Regions from separate parts of the Zea mays genome. Here region 2 is linked to region 1. A link is a contact called in public Hi-C data. All regions are on one chromosome and are shown on one strand. Each heading gives the region's core, a stretch centred on a gene start, on an enhancer-like site or on the middle of the called end of the contact. The rest is flanking DNA. Distances are from core to core; before and after follow the strand shown. Region 1 has its middle 33 kb from the start of LOC100384097. Region 2 holds the start of LOC100502425.

The links. Hi-C and Micro-C count contacts between places; a contact is called where the count stands out from the background.
Region 2: a contact with region 1 is called in a Hi-C map of leaf mesophyll, with 2.9 times the contacts expected there. The contact joins the promoter of LOC100502425 here to the enhancer-like site in region 1. A contact is called at or near these places in 7 of 25 Hi-C or Micro-C datasets (bundle sheath, ear, endosperm and 3 more).

The regions. Positions count from the first base shown.
Region 1 is chr4:144,363,400-144,371,030 of Zm-B73-REFERENCE-NAM-5.0, reverse strand. No RefSeq gene overlaps it. Among protein-coding and RNA genes, the nearest start is that of LOC100384097, 33 kb to the right of the region's middle. Within about 2 kb of position 5,725, at least 18 of the 20 cell types and tissues checked have an H3K27ac peak or open chromatin away from gene starts, as enhancers often do. A contact at or near this core is called in bundle sheath, ear, endosperm and 3 more, where this site is marked.
Region 2 is chr4:144,494,910-144,502,184 of Zm-B73-REFERENCE-NAM-5.0, reverse strand. It overlaps LOC100502425, which reads right to left and starts at 5,116. Exons shown (of 2, transcript NM_001196903.1): 1 at 4,877-5,116; 2 at 2,301-3,580. The coding sequence starts at 4,964. The coding sequence ends at 3,297.

The DNA.
Region 1 (7,631 bases), core at 4,476-6,975:
CAAGTTATTAACCCGATGTACCCTTTCCAAACGGAAAGAATACCACTTACCAGCACCATAGCCATAACCAGAATCATCGATCTCATAACCACCTGTACCAAATTATCTCTGATCAAGTACCACTAATCACTGGAGCTCCCTTGGCCACTCATAACCGCGAGCACGGCTGATATATCAGTTTTCAAACACTCTGCAGAGGTTGTGCACTTTACCCACAAGTCGTGATTCCCATTCTGCCCGGAGATCATGACTCTCCATTGATCACTACCAAGGTGACCCAGCAGGGCATCACTACGTAGCCTTTACAAAGATTCCCCGGGGCTATAGCCACCCGTTAGGTTTCCTAAATGCACCGCACTCCTCCCCAAAGGGCGAACCCAAACTTGGCAGAGCGAGCCGCATACACCGAGCCCCATTGACGGCACGACGGCTAAGTGAACTACACCCCGGATCCTCTAATTATTCAGCTAAGGGCACCCCATTCCACCCTCATGGTTGCACTGTTTTCCCGGGCGGTCATCCATAGAACAGGTCCTTACGGAGAGGCACTCGAGAAACCGCTCGAGCCCCCTTGATGACCACAAGTATAACATCATAATAAGAGAAGGGAAAACAGCGTATCATAGATAATCTCATCATGTTCATTGATTAGAGTTAAGCAATAGCATAAAGCTAAACAATAATAATCCAACCCAGATAGGTAAACAAGGACATGGATAACAAAAGCTAGTCAATCCTTAGGCATAAATGTGTAAAGCGGGAGGTGAATTAAATAATGAATAGGACATAGATAGGTCAAGGGATACTTGCCTCCACCAACCGACTGCTGCTCAGGGGCTTCTCCTGCGAGTTCCTCGGGCTCTTCAACCGGATCGTTCTCTATGCGAGCGCAAACATACACACATCCACATATTTAATACCAAAGAACAGTACACCATACAATAGAATGCAATAAGTAAACAGACGTTCCACGCGGGCTCGCGAGTACGATTAAGAGAGAAAGAGGAAAGGACAGTCGAGATACGATCACGTTGCATGATTATAAATTAGCCACTAGCTTAATGGAAGGAAATTTAATGTAGACACTATGTTTAGTGTAAAGTAAAGTCATGTTTCATGTCTAATTATTATAAGCAGGTGGAGATAAATAAAAGGATGGTCGCGCGGCGAGACGCGCGACAAAGCTCACTAAAACAAATTAAAAAGTTAACGACTCGTCGCGCGACCGAGCACGCAACGAGACACTTTGCCTTAGTTAAGAGGAGACGTTAAGCGTCGCGCGACGAAGCGCACGACGGCATACGTCGACTAAACTGAGTCCAAAGTGGAACGTCGCGTGAATACACACGCGGCGTTACACCTTAAACAACCTGAAACAAAAATGGATCGTCGCGCGACGAAGCGCACGACGCAACACAAGATAGAATCTGAATTTAGACAAATCCGTCGCGCGGCGAAGCGCGCGACGCAACACGCTAATTAACGAATAATCACCGCGAGCGCGGGCGAGCGAAGATACGGTCGGGCGAGGCCGGGACGGGGGAACGGACGGCCGAGCTGGGGCCAGGGCGGTTGAACCGGCCAGGGGCGGCCGAGCCGGGGGCGGGGGGGGCGCGCGGGCGAGCGGGGCTCGCCGCGCCGCGGGAGGGCGCCGAGCCACCATGGCCGGCCGGACCGAGGGGCGGGGCGGGCGAGCGCCACGCGCAGGGGCCGGGGCAGGGGCGGGCGCCGCCGCGAGGGGAGGCCGGGCGGGGGGGCCGAGCGCCGCCGCGAGGGGCCGAGCGGGGGCCGAGCGGGGAGGCCGAGCGGGGAGGCCGAGCGCCGCCGCGGGGAGGGCCGAGCGGGGAGGCCGAGCGGGGAGGCCGAGCGCCGCCGCGGGAGGGGCCGAGCGAGCGGGCCGAGCGCCGCCGGGGAGGGCAGCCGGGCGGGGCCGAGCGCCGCCGCGGGCGAGCGCCGCCGGGGTGGGGTCGGGGTCGGGGTCGCGCGCGGGCAGGGGCAGAAAGGGGGCGCGCGCTGGGGGGGGAAGAAGAGGAGGGAGAGGGAGAGAGAGAGAGAAGGGGAGGGGAGGGGAGCTCACCTCGGGGTCCAAAATCCGGTGATCGCTGTCTCCAAATCCTAGGGCACCACGGGGAGAGAGAGGTGGAAGAAGGAGAGGAGAGGTTGTTGCGCGGGAGATCCAAATGAGAGAGAGAGAGGAGGGGGGGCGCATGGGGGGGTTTTGGGCGCCAGGGGCGCGCAGGACGGGGCGGGCCGGGCCGGCTGGGCTGGACTAGATTGGGCTGGGCCGGGCCACTTCGCGGATCGAAAACCCACGACAAGCGCGGACCACTAAACGGAATTAAATCGCGAACCGAAATCCGGAACAGAACGAGACGAACACTCATCATCAGACAAAGAAATGCGCTTCGGCATGATGCAACACCCATGACACTTAGGTTTTGGTTTATACATGACACGGACACCTGCCGCTATACTGGTTTGAAATTGGGAAGAAAGAGCAAAAGGGGAAAGAGAAAAGAGAGTAACGCCCGAATTTGGTGAGAGAAAAGAAGAAAAAATTTTACCCCCAAATTCAGGGCGTTACAGAGGCTTGGACTGAGATCGAACGAAGGTGGTGCAGATGGTGGCTCAACGGAGCTTCGGTGCGCGGGTGCAGGTGTTCGACGGCGTGCGCGCGGGAGACTCCTCTGCACGTACGCGGAGCGCCTGCGCGCGGGGCCGAAGGAAACAGCACGACGGGCGGGCAACTACGCACAGCGCAGTGGGGAATGCGCACACGCGCACGTCGCGCTGGGCGGGGGGCGCTGGCTGCATAGGCAGGGGAGCACGCCGGGGCAGAGGCGCCGTGTCAAGCGGCGAGCCTCGCCCGCGGCTGGTGCGCGACGCTGGTCTTGGTCGTGACCTGGGGCTGGGGTGGGGCTGAGGTAGGGCTAGGCGCGCTGTGCGGTGCCGGTTGGGCGGCACGGAGGTGGACGACGCGCCGACCAGGGTGTGAGGTTGAGAGAGACGCAAACTGGCGTCCTACGTCCGAGGGACAGGGATGGGCAAGGACGTGGCCCACGTGGGTGCGTGCGATGGCTGCTTTCTTGGCTCCCAGACCAAGACGAGTGGAGGCCTGGAGGGGCAGTTGGCGCATGCGAGTGGGCACTGGGCGCGCGCGCATCTGCGCATGCCGCCATGCGCGATGATGGCTACGGTCAGGTGGGCTTTTCGTTTTCCTATCTCTTTCTCTTTTCTTTATTTATTTTCTTTTTCTATCATTTGAATTTAACGTCGAGTGCAAAAACAAACTAAAGTAGTGTTTGGTTGAACAGACAAGTAGAACGGAGCCGTTCTGTCACAGTTTTGTTGTTGTTTGGTTACAAAGTAACTAGAACGGAATGACTCCAATTAGGGAATATTCTCCTAAGATCCGGAACCATTCCGCTCCAAAAGATCAACCGGACGGAGCCGCTCCGTTCCCATCCCGCTCTTACAATCACGCTCCGTTCCGTTCACTCTGCAACCAAATAAAAAACAGAGCTGCTCCGTTCCAGATTACCAAACACAGAACAGAGCGGCTCCGTTCTTAGAATCAGGGATAGAACGGCTCCGTTCTACTTGGCTCCTCAACCAAACACTACCTAAGTGGATGCATATTCAATAAATCCGTCAATCAAAACATATGTTCCAGCATGATACATCAACATCAATTCCTGTAGGTTTATATTAGCAACTATATTTAAAGTAACATTCCCTAATACTTGGGAAAAAATGAATAAAGGAGCAAAAAAGAAATAGGAAAAAGAAGGTAACACCTGAATTTGATGCATATTAGAAAAGAAATTTTATACCCCTAAATTCAGGGTGTTACAATCATGCGCCTGCTTACAAATTTCCTGAGAATTTCCTCGAGCGACATTTTGGTGTACCTAGGGTTTTCACGAATAAGGTTTATAAGATGGGGATTAATATCCCAAGAATTACAGTAAATGACCTTAGCATTAGTTGCACGACGTCGCGATTCGTCCATCTTGTGCTCCCATAGCTTCTAATTTTGTTCACCAGGGACCTGAGCCTGTTGTATGTTTCAGTTGGCTCCTCTCCCCTTTTCATGACAAATCTCCCTAGCTCGCCTTCCACCAATTCCATTTTGGTGATCATGTGTAAAGCCCAAAATTTGTATAAGAAAATAAAAATAAAAACAATAATAATAGAATAAATAAATAAAGAAATAAAATAGTAAATTTCGATATTCCAAATTATATTGGAGCTTTGAATGTTGAGGATTGAATTTCGAAACCAAGAATTAATTTAGAAAGGAAGTAATAGAAAGGTTTTCTATTCAACTAAACGATTATTCATTTCATCAAATGATACACTATAATTATTTATTTAAGTATTGATATATAAGTATCAAATTTAGATGACTCAAATATATTCGAGACTTTTAAAAAAATTAACTCAGAAAAATAAATTAAATTGGAGGATTTCCTATATGGTGAGAAAATACCCCTTCATCAATATTTTATTTAGAGGCATTAACCAAAAAAAGTAAAAGAAACTTTGCACCCATGCGAATATTTTTATGTGATGCATTTGATTTGAATAAAGGGACCATGAATTAAATTTGAATTCAATTTATAAATTAATATAACAGAAAATGAGTAAAAGAAAGGAAAATACAAAAGAAAAGAAAAAGAAAAAACACTACCTGCTTACCTGGGCCGAATCCGAACCACCAACCCGCTAAATGGGCCCTCCCCTACACTGGTCGCCACCCACGCGCATTAGGAGTTGCACCCTGTGCCACTGCACGGTGGACCCGGCCTAGCGGTCGTCGTCCTCCTTGGGACGGACTGAAACAGATGCCGGTGGGCGCACTGGCGGACTTCTCATGCGCACCGTGCATGCGACAACCCCCGATGATCTCGCCACGAACTTTCTCGGCTCAGTCCCCTTCCACCACGTACGAGCACGCACTGATGGTTCGACACAAGGGCCCCGCGTGTGGGATCTTCAACTGTAAGCCGCAACAAACTCGACCGCAACAATCGTGAGCTTCGAAAGAAACTCCGACCCCCACTCCGTGATCTCCTCTGGCCGGATTCCGCCGCGACTCTATAAAGCACGAGGATTATGACTCCCCACCCAGCCGAAGCCGTGTACAACTTGGTGCCGTAGGCACATGGATGGGGGGTGCGGGGAGAAGAGATTGCCGCTGCCGCCATCGATCTGCCCATGTGCGATCCTCCAGCCTCGACAGGTGGTACTGGGGCAGCGAAGGATCCCTCCGCACATATATGTGGCCTCGTCAGGCGTGGGCCGTGGTCGGGACGCCGACAATTGCACGACGGCGCTCACCAATCCACACCGTGTCGTCGGCAGCACGGCTGTCACCACTATTTCAGGTAGGAAGGTCTCCATTTGGTTCTGCATCTCTGTCTCTTCCGTTTGCACCAATTAGCGCTTGGGTTTGGGCAAATGAGGTCGATCGGCCATGTTGCCGGTGGGCGCACCGCCGGGGTGGTGACTCCGCCGCCGTGGCTGAGGTGGGTTGTGGAAGACGAAGCCTCGGCCGTTGATCAGCTCGTGAGCGGCCACGATTGAAGTCGGGGACCGTTTCGTCCAGACGATCGATGATCCGTCCGATCAGGATCGAATGGGTATCAATGGTTCGACCTTTGTTAGTTACAGACCGTCGATCCTCGATCCTGTGGCTGTTGTAGCGTACCTATTCACGGGGGGCTGGATCTAATCCAGACCACTGGATGTAGATCCAACGGCCTGAAAGTCTCTGTACCCCTCCGCCTGTAGCGCGCCGAGCAGATTTATAAAAAGCCCTTGATGTTTTAAGGAATTAACCCGCCATCCCTCCACTATAGAATGACTTAGCAGTTAGGCCCCTGGCTTTTGCAGTTTAGTCCTGGAAACTATTTAATGTATAAAAATTAAATATAAAAATGTATAGAAATTTAGATAATTCATATTAAATCCATTTTAACTCTGAATTGACCCGTTCCACTTGCCTAACTTTGTATAAATATTCACTATGCTGTAATAGCATTGGTTATATCATATCTCATATTTTTATAGTTAGATATTTATTTAACCTATGTTTAGTATATTAACCTCTCTAAATCAAAGTTAATCTGTTTATAATTATAGTTTGGATAAAATATGATCCCTAATTATATTATAATTTAACTTAAAAGTTGAATTAATTATTTATTTAGATTATTTTCTCACATGATCTATTAAATCAACATAAGGTCTAGTTTTAACTCCTTAAACTGCATGGGTCTTCTGAAAACCATACCTTTTCAACCATGACTCCGATTGTAGTGATTCTCGAACCAACGATCTCGTAGCAACGCGTACATTATTATTATATAGTTTGTACTCATGTTTGGTATGATGTTAATTTTACCTATACCATGTGATGCGTCACAATGCCCGATCTTCACGACGTAGGATAAATCTTCAGATAACTAGCTTCGAAGAAGCTAAGATAACTTGCTGCAAGCAGCGATAACTAGTGCAACCTGACAAATAAAACTCGAAACCAACCACCGTCTTTAACCGGCAACCTGAATCGAGGATTCGCCCAACCACACTCTCAAAGAACCAACCAACACAACCTACAATCAATCGAGGAGACCTCGAAGGGAGTAGAAGCACCACTTGGGAGTGGATGAAGCCGCCGCTTCTGCAATCCCGTGAAGGAATTCACAAGAGCAAAGGGGTAGAGATCACTCTCAATATTTGTTAGCACACAGCTGAACAAAGGGGTTCTGTTTTAGATTATCAAAAGCTGCTTTACATCATAGACATAGGAGGTATTTATACTAGTAACAACCAGCCTTAGCAAGGTAAAACATGAAACAAAAGTATTTTCACGTGCTAATGTGAAGGAGCCTCTTCGGGAGATCTGCAGAGTTGATTTCCGTGTGTCTGTTTGACTTCTGCGCAGCCTTCAGTATTTTGACAATAACTTCTTCTAGGAATCTTCAAATGACGTGGGGCTGGATGTGTTGGAAAGCTGACTTGATAAGCTTTCTCACCATGTATAGCATGCTTAATGAAACTTCGTAGAATGATGCAGTTTAATATGAAAACTTGGTTATCAAACCGACTGTTGACCTTTTGACCAGTCAGCACTAAAGTAGGTCGGCTGCCTTTCTGGTAGATTTGATTAAGTCGGCCTTAAAAGCATTGGAAACTAGACTTCAAGAGATTTCCAAAAAGTACTTATGGTCCTTCATAGCTTTTGGGAATCAAAAGATATGACTGTTTCTTCTGGATGGTTCTGTAGCGCTGGACTGACTCGGACATAGCTCTTCTTGCTGATTCGCCTTTGACATGTTTTGTCCTTCCTCTTTGGTGAACCTAAGTAATATCAATATACACGACTTAGGTAGCATAAAGTTCTCATTAGTGTTTAATTAAAATTCATAAAGTAGCACGTGCACCTCTTGTTGTAGCTTCTTATCTCGGCTACGTGTAATTGGTCCATCAAAGACTCGGGTTGGTGATGATGTTTGTTGTACTTGAGTTGATGTAGTATGACTTGGGGGTTGTAACGTGTTGCTTAATGGCGTGGTCGTATCATCCTCCTCCCCTTGAAAAGGAGTCGTCCTCGACTCTGAAGT
Region 2 (7,275 bases), core at 3,867-6,366, 130 kb before region 1:
GGACAATTGCTGAGTATGTTGATGTGTACTCACCCTTGCTTTACACACCAAACCCACAGGTTGTCCACGTTGCTACCACTACTCAGGAGAAGATGAAGTCATGGAGGAAGACCTCCAGGAGTTCCAAAAGTACGATGAGTTCTAGGCGTGAGTTAGCGGCAAACCCCCAGTCGGCTGCCTGTGAAGGCCGTGTGTATCTACGTTTTGTTTTCGCACTTTGATAATTGTTAAAGACTATGTGGATGTCTCGGACATCATGGTGTAATCGACTATTACTATCTTTTATGTTATTATTCGAGCACTATGTGATGATGTCCGGTTATGTAACTGTTGTGTGCGTGAATTGCTGATCCTGGCGCGTACATGGTTCGCATTCGGTTTGCCTTCTAAAACCAGGTGTGACATGGTCACTCCATGTTCCAATTAACACGATAATCTTATCATGAACAATAGTTAAACCAACAATAATAATGGAGCATGATCATAATTAAGATATAATATTAATTCTAAAATCAGGTATGGCAATAGCAAGACTACCCAATAGTTCATTTGTTTGCAAGGTGTAGGGTGAACAATACTAGGGTAACCTATTAGGTCCCATCAAGTTAACCTGAGCATGTCACAATGATTATCGAGAAGATTATCAAGTAAAGAAAAGTGATCAAGGGCACAACAATCCTTTGGTACAACTCCAGGTACTTCTCCAATTTGGTCTTTAGGTACTTCATGACCTATCACACCCGGGTTTTAGGGGCACCAAACCCGGGCGTGAACTTCACCAACTGTATGATGACTCATGGTAAATAAACAAATGTCAAATCTTTAATATATATGGGAATTGTGTACAAAATAATTAAATAATTATATCATATGAAGACAACGATCCAGCAGCCATAGTTGACTGGGAGACGACGACCTAGACCTCTCACGAACATCATCGCGACATCATTCATGCGTTCATCGCTCAACATGTTGTGGGGAATAATGTGCATGAACTCACCAAAGGTGGGGGCTCATATGAAGTGTAAGACTTACCAAAGGATATGGTTAAAGCTGAGCATTGCTTTTAGAGTTGGTCAAAATTTTATTAGCAGTTACTAAGCAAAAGTAGATACCAACCCAAATAATTATGAGATCAAAATTAATAACAACACCCACAATGCAATGCATATGACAAATTAAGTTTAGTTCCATAAATTAATCATGCGAGAGTCCTAAGTCGCTCTTAACCGTGAGCACGACTGATATACCAGTTTTACACTCTGCAGAGGTTGCGCCCTTTACCCACAAGTCGTGTATCCCGTCTAGCCAGGGTTTGTAAGGCCCTTAGACACTTCCGAGGTGAATGGCTAGGGATCCACTATGAGACCTTTACAAAGTTCCACTAGCTTCAGAAAACCCGCTACGGTTTTTGAGAAAGGCAGTATAGGCATCTCTCGTCCGAAAAGCCATCGTAGCATGATCGACCCGAGAACTTCCCTATACGCAGCTCCTCTACCGCCATTGCCCCTTTTGGGTAAGGTAGTCCTCTACTACCTTTTTAATTAGTCAGCCGAGGGCGTCCCATTCCACCCTTGTGGTAGCACGGATATCTCAAGTTAAGCTCCATGTTCCAATTAACACAATGATCTTGTCATGAACAATAATTAAAACAATAACATAACTAGAACATGATCATAATGTAAAATTAATCCCAAAACCAGGTAGAGCAATAGCAAAACTACCCAAAAGTTCAGTGGTAAACAAGGTGTGGGATAAACAAATCTAGGGAAACCTATTAGGTTCCATCAAATTAACCTAAGCATGTCACACTGATTAACACGAACATTATTGGGTAAGGAGAAAAGTGATCAAGGGCACAATTTGCCTTAGACTCAAGATTCTCAGGTACCAACTTGGTCTTCAAGTGACTCGTAACCTCGCAGCTATTCGTAGCAATACAAACAAACATGGTATAAGAAAAATTAACATCACACTAAACATAAGAACATAATGCATAATAATGTTCTACGCAACGTAACGAGATCACCGGTTCGAGAACCACTAAATTCGGAGTTACGGTCATAAAGTTATGATTTTCCGAAAGTTTAAGTGTCTACTATAAAGCAAAGGTACAAGATTTTAATCATAGATTTCATGGTAATACAAGGTTACTATATGATAAACAATATTAATATGAGATTAATGCAACTGGAATGGATCAAAAAGGAGTTAAAATAAAGGAGTTATGAGTTTCTAAGGTTTCCAGACTTATTTTTATACTAAAATTCCATTTTCGGATTTATTTTACTAAATTCTATAAGTCCTAGACTGAGGGTGCCATTCTTTAAGAGATCAGGGGCCAAACTACAAGTTTTAGGGGCATAGATTAAATTTTCTACCACTGCATCAGGACGGCGGGTTGATTCTCAGAAATCTCAGGGGCTCTTATGCAAAAAGGATACGACCGAAAGGGTATCGATCAACCAGACCGTGCGATCGCGATTCAAGGGTTCAGATTAGATCGGGATATTTTATGAATCGGTAAGCGACGTGGATAGTACGATCTAAGATGCACGGCCTGCAATGCTCCATACAAACAACCCCTCTCAACCATCTGATCAGATCTTAACGGATATCGTAGAATACACGAAAGGATATGCGAGCGATATGATCCTAGCCGCACATCAAGGAATCAACGGCTAGAAAGCTTTCTTCTCCCTCACCATTGCAGGATGGCGGCGCGTAGGCCCCCACGATGGGGTTTTCGCCACAGACGTCCTACTCGGCGCCCTGGTGCTCAATCCACAACCCAGAATGGTTCTACACGATGCTCCAGACATGGGTAAAGCATTGGATTGTTATTTACCTGAGGCAAAGATGGAGTGGTGAGCTATCCATGCACACGGCGGTCCGGTGGCGCCTGCTCGGCATCGGCGAGCAATTGGTGGGGCCACAGAGCACCATCGCGACCCATACGACCCTGAACTCCAACAATGAGAGTCCGTGAAGCCCCCTGACTAGCCCACACGCCCAGACCGGCTTACCAGGAGAAGTTCCACGTTGTGAGGCGGATTTACGGCAACATCAAGCGACAACGAGCAATTCCTCTGTTGCCGGTCGATGTCGCACATACAACACCCCACGTGCATGTACCACTGGCTCTGGTGACTCTTCCTGACCCCATGATGAAGTCCCCCGGGCAGCGGGCGCACGGGCAGAGATCGGCGGCGGACAGCGGGTCACCCAGCCCTTCGGCGCCAAGCGGCGCCAATCTCTCTCGCTCGCACCCATCACCGACGACGCAGTCTCGACGTTTAGGTTTGAGGGAGGGTCGGGCGTGAGAATGGCTTAGTTTTATACCCCGTGAGGGATCCTAGGCAAGCATCACAGGTATCAGACTGTATCTTGGTGCGATGTTCGCTCCGGCTCCTTCGTAATAGACAGGACGAGTTCAATATAGGGTAGGAGATGGAACCGACGAGATGGCCCCACGCGCCAGCGTCACACCGGTGAACGCAGCTCCGCGCGCGGATCAGATGAGGCGCTGGTGACCTGGGCCCATCTGTCCGTGCTAGGTCGCGTGGGTGTGTTAAGTGGGCTGCACGGTGGAAAAAAGAGATGGTTAGTTGGGTCGTATGCTAGGGTTTGAGGCCAAAGTCTGTTTTCCTTTTCCTTTTCCTTTTCCTTTTCTTTTTCTTTTTCTTTATTTGTTTCTATTTTCTTGTTTTGTTTTCAAAATCTGATATTTGAATTCAAATTTGTCATAGAAATCAAGTGCATAAATAAAGTGCTAGCATGAAGAATTATAATTATTTATATATATTTTTCTTTGTAATGTCTATTCTTTTTCCATTTCTATTTCATTCTCTTTCTTGTTTCTCTTTCCATTTTTTTTAAAGTTAAACTTGTCTCATAAATTTGAATACAAATGCAAAAATACAAAAACTTTAGCATAATTCTGTATTTATTTCTTTGTTATTTGACCAATATAATTCCACTAATTAAATATACATAAATAAAAGAAAACCAAATAATCTCCAAAGGTTCCATAATCCCAAAACACCCACTTATAAACATGTTCATTTATTTATTTTATTATTTTTCCCTTATATATATTTTGGGCTTTACATGATCTCGGTTCTACTCGTACCAATACACATAGATAGACAAGGAATAGGTAAAATTAACATTACATCATACATGAGAATAGACTGTGTAAAAATATTCTACACGTCGCTATGAGATCGTAGGTTAGAGAACCACTAAAATCCGAGTTACAATGTATAAGTTATGAATTTTCTAAGTGTATAGGTATTTCTTATATTAATTTTACTCTTGAAAATCATTATTAAAGTTTTTTTCTGAATTTCCTTTGACTTATTTTATCCATTTAATCAATAGTAGGATGGTGGGTTCTATTTCTAAAAAGTACAGGGTCTGTTTTGAAAATACTTGGACCTATTTGTTCTATTCTTTATGCATACCCAGACCATACCCAGACCGCGGGTCGAATAAGACAAAACCTAGGGGCTAATAAAACTCACACGACCATCTTATCCGATCGCGCCTGGGCCATCAGATAGCAGATATGTGGTCTGGATTAAAAACGTGAAAGGGTATGAAGACGTTCTAATCTCAACCACCGGTTCCCGATTCAACGCCCCGGATCTAATCGATCGAAGCAGAAGACTATGTTATAATCTCATCCGTCCGCGAAGGGATCAATGGCTGGTATCCTCACTTCTTCCCACGACACCACCGCGGCGGCAGAAGCGAGCCCCACGGCGGTTCTCCCGCCGGCGTACACTAATTCCACGCCCTGGTGCTCCTATTCCAAATCTATCACGACTACGTGCTGAGGAGTTGATGGCGAACACGTGGAAGGAGGACTCACCGACAGTGGTGAAGCAGCAACGCCGGCCCGCGGCAGGGGGCTTTCCTTGGCGGAGGGAAACTTCGGTGAGAAACAACCATGCTCCCATCCACCAACCTCACCATATGAGGTCACGAACGTACGTGCTCTGGAGACTTGCCTTGACCATCTGTCCAGCCCAGAGCGGTGATCCCTGCAGGATGCTCGTGCGGCAGATCCCCCTATCTCTCTCGGTGTTGGGGGCGATGTTGTTCCCTTTCCACGACGGGGGTGCGACTCAGTGCTTGGATTGAGGCACGATGGGGCGCCGTATATAGGGACAGAGGGGCCCTAGTCGATGGGTGGTTGCAACAACCCAGTTACGCGTGCGTGGAAGATGGGTTAGGGTTACAGGGTGGTGGGTCCCAGCGGTAGTGATCGCGACGAACGGGCCCACAGATCAACGAGCGAAGGGAGGCGCGCGAGTCTGTCCACTAAGACCGACCTATCGGCGCCCATTGGCCGGGCTGGTGGGGAAATGGGCTTCGGGCCTGCCGAGAGCTGGGCTAGCGAATGGTGAATAGGGCCAAGAAAAGGAAAACGACCTAAGTATGATTTTTCTTATTTTTCCTTTTTTCTATTTCAGTTTTCTAAATTTCTATTCAATTCTAAGTTTCAAAATTAGATTTGTTTTCTCCTGTTGAATTTCATTTCAAATTTAATGCACAAACAAAAATCCAGCATGAATGCTAAGTCATTCCAATTTATTTATTAATTTACTTGTTTATTTGTTGTCCTATTTAAGCAAATACTTTTAAATATGCAATTCATACACCCTAAAATAATCTCTAGTGAAAAAAATACTTAAGAGAGCGCTTACACATACGTAATTCAACAATGCATGACTATACTCATTTAGAGACTATTTTATTTAAATCTTTATTATGAACATATTTAATGTAGGTGATGTAGCTTCAAAGGTAAAGAGAATATTTGAAAGATACTCTATCTCAAAATTTTGTGGGGGTTTTTTACTAAAAGATCTTCATAGGATTTTTCAGGTGTTACAAATTCTACCCCTTAAAGAGAATTATGTCCTCGAGATTCGTACATAGTAAGGGAAGGATGTAGGAAGGTTTGCAATTAGCGCCTTTTCTTCTTTTTTGTTTCTAGTTGGATCAAAATTTAGAAAGTTTTTTATCCTCCGTTAGAAGGTGGTTAGAAAATCATAGGTATCTTTTGTGTCTAGCCATATGATAAGTAGGATAAGGGATGGTTAGAGCAAGGGTAGTTAGGGGTAAGAAAGGTTGGAGTACAGAAAGATTCCATCCCAACTAGCGGATTTTGACTCATCTATAGATCGGGTTTGTATCTTATCCTTCCTTGACAGGGTTGATCTATCCATTCTCCAGTCTAGGTGTCTCCCTCCAAGTTATGGACATGTAGTTAAGACAAATTTGTAGGGATAGTGTCACACCCGGTTTTAAAAGGCAAACCGAATGCGAACCATGTACGTGCCAGGATCAGTTATTCACGTACACAGCAGTTACATAATATGGACATCATCACACAGTGCTCAAAATAGTATTAATAAGGGAAATAGTCGATTACATCATACGTCTGAGACGTCCATATAGTTCTTACAATAAATCAAAGTGCGGAAAAGAAACGTAGATAACGCGGCCTTCACAGGCAGCCGACTGGGGGTTGCCGCTAACCCACACCTAGAACTCGTCGTAATCTTGGAACTCCTGGAAGTCTCCTTCCACAGCTTCATCTTCGCCTGAGCAGTGGTTGCAATGCTGACAACCTGGGGGGGGGTTTGGTGTGTAGAGCAAGGGTGAGTACACATCAACATACTCAGCAAGTATCCTGTTTGGCTGTAGTGGACTAGCTTTATGTGGGGATAAGTCAAGCAGTTGCTTTTAGTTGGTCAGATTATTACTTACTAGTAGAAAGCCAGGTTTTAACATTAACCCAAGTTATTAGCCCAATGTATCCTTTCCAAACGGAAAGAATACCACTTACCAATACCATAATCGTAATCAGAACCATCAATCTCATTGTCACCTGTACCAAAGTATCTCTGATCAAGTATCACTAATCTCTGGAGCTCCCTTGGCCGCTCATAACCGCGAGCACGGCTGATATATCAGTTTCATAACACTCTGCAGAGGTTGTGCACTTTACCCACAAGCCGTGATTCCCTCTCTGGCCCGGGCTTGCAAGACCCTTATCCACTCCCGAGGTGAATGGCCAGGGATTCACTACGAAGCCTTTACAAAGATTCCCCGGGGCTGTAGCCACCCGTTAGGTTTCCTAAATGCACCGCACTCCTCCCCAAGGGGCGAACCCAAACTTGGCAGAGCGAGCCGCATACACCGAGCCCCATTGACGGCACGACGGCTAAGTGAACTACACCCCGGATCCTCTAATTATTC